Linked DNA regions of Phocoena phocoena: region 2 is linked to region 1. Evidence: chromatin contacts called from public Hi-C data. All regions are on one chromosome and are shown on one strand. The core of a region is the stretch at or near the end of the contact, and the rest is flanking DNA. Distances in the headings are between cores, read along the strand shown. Region 1 holds the start of VCPKMT (valosin containing protein lysine methyltransferase). Region 2 holds the start of NEMF (nuclear export mediator factor).

Evidence for each region. Hi-C and Micro-C count contacts between places; a contact is called where the count stands out from the background.
Region 2: a Hi-C map of lung shows a contact between it and region 1, with 12 times the contacts expected there. The contact joins the promoter of NEMF here to the promoter of VCPKMT in region 1. A contact is called at or near these places in 2 of 2 Hi-C or Micro-C datasets (kidney and lung).

What each region holds. Positions count from the first base shown.
Region 1 is chr2:49,899,225-49,902,577 of mPhoPho1.1, reverse strand. It overlaps VCPKMT (valosin containing protein lysine methyltransferase), which reads right to left and starts at 1,397. Exons shown (of 6, transcript XM_065872298.1): 1 at 1,123-1,397; 2 at 916-1,026; 3 at 667-739. The coding sequence starts at 1,388. SOS2 (SOS Ras/Rho guanine nucleotide exchange factor 2) reads right to left here. Exons shown (of 22, transcript XM_065871319.1): 22 at 3,224-3,353. The coding sequence ends at 3,224.
Region 2 is chr2:50,114,672-50,117,970 of mPhoPho1.1, reverse strand. It overlaps NEMF (nuclear export mediator factor), which reads right to left and starts at 1,851. Exons shown (of 33, transcript XM_065900852.1): 1 at 1,530-1,851; 2 at 616-684; 3 at 397-499. The coding sequence starts at 1,588.

The DNA of each region.
Region 1 (3,353 bases), core at 148-2,647:
ATCATATTAATTTCAGTCTCCAGAGAAGGGATTCAAGTGATTGCATTTTGGAGTCCCCATGGGTAAACAAATGAAATTGACTGCACTCTTAAAATTTAATTTAATCTGATTTAACTTGGGATTTAAACAATCAACAATTTACCTACAAAAGCAAGTCCAACCCTAACTAGAACATAAGTTGGTTCAATGCTCATTATTGAAAAAAATGAGTGATGCTCACAACACTACACAAACTGATATTCTAAAAAAAATCATTATATAAATATAATAAATCTTGCCACAGAACAATGAATTCTTTACGATGCAACTTAATTATTAATGTCATGATTAACACATTCACTAGGACTAAAAAAAAAAAAAAAAAAAGAAGAAATCTTAGTCTTTTACAGGAGATCCAAATGGCAAAATCCTTTAAAAATTTTACAGACACCTCTCGCAAAATGCACATAACACTTCTCTCAATATGCTTCATGGGCCTTTATGTTAATCATGAGTGTATATATATGTAGTTCCTGGTGACCTTTATTTTCTCTTTACTGTGTCATCAATTATGGAACAAATATCCTGCATTCAGAGATGTTAAAATGTGAAGAAATGCGTGCTTTAGAATCCACCAAATACGGTTTAAATCTTCTAAAGGAAGAGCCTTCACTATTAAATACTCACCTCTTCATAGTATATGCAGTCGGCCATCAGGATGTAGTCTGGAGGAGAAGGAAAGTCTTCTATTTCTTCCCCCCTTAAAAATGTCAACCAATATTTTAAACTGTTGTTTCACTAATTTAAAATATTCCTGTTTTACCTGTTTTACAAACAAGACCCAGAAAGTCCCCTTCGTATTAACCATGCTTTTAGTGTAACACAATTTAAAGCAAACTACAGTTATCTTAAAACGAGCTGAAAGGCCATACAAACCATTTCAGTACCTTGGCTTGAACAGAACCAGTGACAAGATGCTTGTTCATATTAATATTCATCTTCAGCAAGTCTTGCAATTCCTCTAGGTCGGTGACTATGACATCTGCCCTATAAAATAACGGTGACTGAGGTGTAGGCACAAGGATGGGAAGCCAGTAACCGGGGTTTCCCGAAAAGCGGCGTCCCCTCCCGCCAAGCTCTTACCCGAGGGTAGCAGCCATGAGCCCCACGGCCCCGGTGCCAGAGCCCAGCTCCAGCACCGACCGCCGGCTCAGCGCGTGGGCCCCATCGCCGGAAAACCCGGGCGTTTCCAGGTATTTAGAAAGGACGATGGCAGCGTCCCAAACAACGCAACCCACGCCGCCGGAGCCGTACTGCTGTAGTCGTAACACCGTGCCATCTCGCTTCTCCAAAACTCGCACAAAGTTCCGCAGTTGCTCCTCCCCGGAGGACTCCAGGGGAGCCGCCATCGCCGCCCGGCAACACTGAGTGTCGAGCGCAGTGACGTCACACCCACAAGACCGCCCCGGGCCCCGCCTTACAAGGGGCCCGGCGCCTCCAGGAGGCGGAGTTGGCGCCACTGCGCGTGCGCGAAGGCACAAAGACCGGAACGCGGCGTTCCACCGGCGTGGCGCAGCCGCAGGCCAAGGCTTACCCTGCGCGCGGAACCGCCTCGTTCTCCCCTAAATTACAAGTCGGCCTCGACGAACGGGCAGTTAAAATTACTTTTCCGGACAAAGCCAACCTGAGTGTTTTTATCTAGTCGGAGGTTGATTCACACTGTTTTTTTTGTTCTTATTACTGGCCTTAAATCAAGGCAGCTTCCAAGATCCTACCAAGGATGGCTATAATCCTGCTTACAGAGAATTCCTAACATGCTCCTAATTTTTCTTCAGAATGCGTAAAAATGGTTGCAAGAAGCTTGTGACTGCGTTTAACGCTGAAGAAAAAGTTATCCCTCTGAAGTTTACATCACTTAAATTCTTTGGGATTATGGAACTTAAATTGCACAAATTATTGAAAATGTGTGTATATATTACTTCTACAGAACTCAACAATCTTACCCCCTTGTTCCTTATAATGAAAACACATATTTTAAACGTCTTTTAAAAATTAAGACTGGGGTGATTTATTAATCTTGTTAGGAACTCTGATACAAAGCACAGTAAAAGGCCACAGACCAGTAAATAAACAATGTGGCTTTTGGCTACTTTACAACTGCTGCTATGGCATTAAGAGGAAAACACGCTTTTTCATCACTTAGAACGAAGGAGTACAAATGGCAAATAAAAGTTTTAATCACGTCTCTGATTAAAAAGTTTAATAAAGCTTTAAGTGTCTGCTGGTTTAAATATTACCAATCTAAAAAAATACTTTAAAAATTTTTAGTTAACACGAGATTTATAGAGAAAGTTACTTGGTTTTGAAGGCAATAAAGTTGGTTCCTATGCCATAAGAAACTTATCCTCCAGCTTTATGAATTAGTAAAGTAGCAGACTGTATTATAGGCCTTGAGTCACATAAATTTATATAGGTTATTAGCATTATCTTTAAATGTACAATATAAACAAAACTGTACATGTATGGCATATTAACTTTGTTTTCCAAAATAATAGGCAACTCGTTAGCTAAAGACACCATAGTCTCCAAAAACAAAAAGGCACATCTGTATAAGATATATGCCCTTTTTTCCTCTATGATTGGGTTAGGTAGTCTGTTTACATTTCGACAAAACAATAAACAGTGCATTCTATTATTTTCATTCTATTTTTCACTTTTGTCTTCAGCAGCAAATTCTGGCTTTTAAGACATGGCATTAAAGAGTTTTAGAACAGTGGGTGTTATTCACGATCTTCCTAAATGTAAAAACTAGAAGATGGTCAAAGAGGCTTAAAACTCAGTATCACCACACACCCCCTATATGTGTATAAATTCACTGCCTTAAAAAGTCATCTGTTACTCAAATTTGAAAAATTCCACAAATGCACTATCCCCCTTCAGTGCAATCAATGTCACTTTAAACCATATTTTAGCAGAGTCTACAGTGCAAATATAAATTCTTTATACTGGCCTTTGGGCAGCACTGAGGATCCAAGACAAGGCAATGCTACTGATCACCTGAGGATAATGGTAAAGGACTTCTGTATTTTTATTTTTCCAATTTTTAAAAGCTTATTTGATCAGTAGCATTTTTGTAAGAGCATTATTTTTAAAAAGTACTAAAATACTATGCCTTTTTTGAATAAATTAAAAAAAAAAACTTTACAAATACCATTCCAGTGTCAATGACTACATATGGCTAGGGTCATTGAGGAGTTTCTGCATTTTCTAGCAAAGGCAGTCTATACAATGGGGCGTGCGAAAGCTCCCGTTTGTAAGTCTTTGGTGGCAGTTTTGGTAGGTGAGGGCTTGAATTCTGCCTTGGTGGAACAGGG
Region 2 (3,299 bases), core at 602-3,101, 210 kb before region 1:
AAAGCCAAGAATGCTGGGGTACAGGATATGGATTCAGCAATTAGAGAATCATAAAAGGTGGGAAAACTAATGAAAATGATGCTTTAGAAAAACCAATGTCGGTCTAATACAGAATTGTTTTGAGAGTGAGAAGAGTATTAGAGTTAAATGGCTATAATGTCCAGCATTATAAAAGCCTGAGTTAGAACGGTAACTGTGGGAACATAAAGATGTGGTGCACAAAGTGGCGTGAAGGGTAAAAGGGAGAAGTTAATAAACATCTCCTTTATTCAACCAGTATCTATCAACTACTCTATTTTATTTATAACAGTGAAGAAAAACCCATTTATAATTTCAATTGTTAGTGACCAATCTCAGGGCCTTAAAATTTAGCTTCAAGTATAACTTAAAACTTACCTTCATGGCAAAACTAGACGGCATCATATTCTTAGGCCATTCAAATTCTGTCGTGTGAATTCGTATGCCAGATTCAAGTAAAAGTGTAGCTTTAAAGTCTGGTCTGTAAAAGAAAAAAGTCAAAAAATTTTTAGGGCAGCATTAACTCAGGTTAAAAAAAACAAACAAGCTCATATTTAATTATACAAAAGATAAAACAAGCCTATAAAATGCTCTTACTTTTGAAGACGAATAAGATACGTCTTATTATCCACATCGTAAACATTGTTTACTCTCATTCCTAGCAAGCTGCAAAGAGAAAGGAAACATGTAACAAATCATACTACCATTTGAAACATAAAACTTCACACAATTTAAAGCTGTAGGCGAAAGGAGAGACGGTGAAAGGGGGGATCTTTGACTCTAAAGATGCAGGAGTCAACCAGTGTGCAGTCTGAAGGCCATCAGACATTGAGCCCAAACCTTGAGTGTAACTATTTAAGAACGAAAGTAGTCTATCAGCTCTAGGAACACTATACAATGCCTTGAGTCTTTTAAGTGATCCAATATATATTTTAGCAAATACAATAAAATCTAACCCACTTAATCATAAAAGAAAATATGTAAACGAGGCCCTGAGAAATATGACAAAGCTCACACAGCTGAATAATAGAAAGCAGATTAGAATGCAGACCTCAGGCCAAATCTGTTAACTCCGGCTAAAAAGGCGATGCTGCCTTTCTTTGCGGTGAGGAGGAGCGTCTAACAAACCAAGCCTCTGGTCTGGAAACCTCTGAAGCAAATGACTACACTGGCGTCCTCCACCTGGCGTCTCGTCTTTTACTAAACGTTTGCTGCCAGACCCGGGCGACTCACGCCGACAGGCCGAGAGCCCCGCCAAAGCCGGACGCAAGACCTGGCGAGACTAGCAGCCCACGAGAGCGGGGAGTGGGGCACGCGACCGCCGGGGTCCCCCCGGTATCCTGAGGGCCACGGAAAGATGTCACGCGCTCGCCCACTCAGGCCTAGCCAGGTCCACAGAAGAACAGGACCAGGCGGACCCAGGGGAAACATAAGGCCGTTCTTGTTTCCACGGTGGGGCCATGCTGCCTCCTGCACCACCCGCACGAGCCTGGTCACCCGTCATACAGTACCGGGCATTCAGCTCCGCGAGTACCGCGCGGAGGTCAACGGTGCTGAAACGGGTTTTCATGGCGAGGCTTGAGGGTCTCCACCGCAGTTTCCTCCACTGCTGGCCTGACTCAACGCTGCTACTCTTATGCGCAGGCGCACCTGGCGGATCTACGGCCGCGCAGAAGACCCAATATTCCTTGAAGCGAACTGCTTTTCGTCACTTCTGTGCAGCGTTCGGCTGTCAAGTCCGTCGTCAGCTCCGTTTTCGTTGTACCAAAACAATTCGAAATAGATCCAAACTATTTTCTTGAAACTTCATTCCTTCCTGGAAAGCTTACGGACTAGGCCGGTTACTCTGCTCCCTTGCGTTTCGGGACTCAAGCCAGCCTCCACAGTGACCCCTGCGGGTCAAGACAATTTACAAGAAGCGCACTGGGAGGATTTCCCCAGGTGGGACTCTGCGTACCGGAGCAACGACCCCTTTCCCTGACGTGCACAGTGTTGAAATTTAACGAAGTGGACTATTTCATACACCCTACAGTTACCCTCAATGATCAAAGCAAATGAACCCTCAAAAAGGAGTTCCTATTCTGATGTCTTGCTCTCCGAAGAGCATTTTGTGGTGTATTGTGGGATTCTCATCGAATCTAGGTACTGGGATCCCCTGGGCTCAGCATAGTACCTGGCATACAATAGGGGCTCCATTAATGCTTGGCAACCTGAATATTCAATTGTTTCGCTAGGTAATGGTGAAGTAAGATTAAAAATAAAAATAAGACAATATTGCCCCGCCAAAGGAATTCACGATGCAGTGGGAAATCAGTCGTGCAAGAATGTAAACATGGTACTTTTTGTTGTGATATATACGTGGGAAGAAAGCCTATTTTAAGATAAGAACTCAAAAGAGACGGGGTCTCGCTATGTTGCCCAGGCTGAAGTGCAGCGGCTATTCACAGGCGCGATCCCACTACTGATCAGCACGGGAGTTTTGACCTGCTCCGTTTCCGACCTGGGCCGGTTCACCCCTCCTTAGGCAACCTGGTGGTCCCCCACTCCCGGGAGGTCACCATATTGATGCCGAACTTAGTGCGGGCACCCGATCGGCATAGCGCACTACAGCCCAGAACTCCTGGACTCAAGCGATCCTCCTGCCTCAGCCTCCCGAGTAGCTGGGACTACAGGCGCGCGCCACCGCGCCCGGCAAGGAATCTGGACGTAGGAGGATTCTAGAGCCTATGGGCTACAAGTAGTGGCAAGCAGAATTCCCACCAGCAGATGGCGACTCTAAGTAAAAAGAGCTCGGTTGACATTTCAGAAGAAACAGAATTGTAGACGCTAAGGGGACTGTAGCAGGTACAGCGCAGAATTAATGCGACATATGGCACAGAAAATCATGCAGAATAGCTCAAAATATGGAATAAACCATTTGGAGGGTTTAGGGAAGACTGAGAACCAAGTCGACTGTAGTGCAAACAGTAAAAGCGAGAGGTTTAACTGTACATAAACAATGCTAAGGTTCTTATGTTGGCTCTGAAGGCATTACCCAAATAATGCCTAAATATTTTGCATAAAAGCAACCCATGTATAAACTCCACATTGAGAGGGACAACACTCAGATGCTTCTTTATAAACAAAAACTGAAATACTTCGTATCAAAACTCCCACTTTAGGGCCCTAAACCCATGAGATAGGAGCAGGATACTAATTTAAGGTATACTTGAGACAGTCAGCCACTTGACTAACCCATACATTGCTTCTGCTCTGTCAAGGAGAATGAGCATCATAAGTAA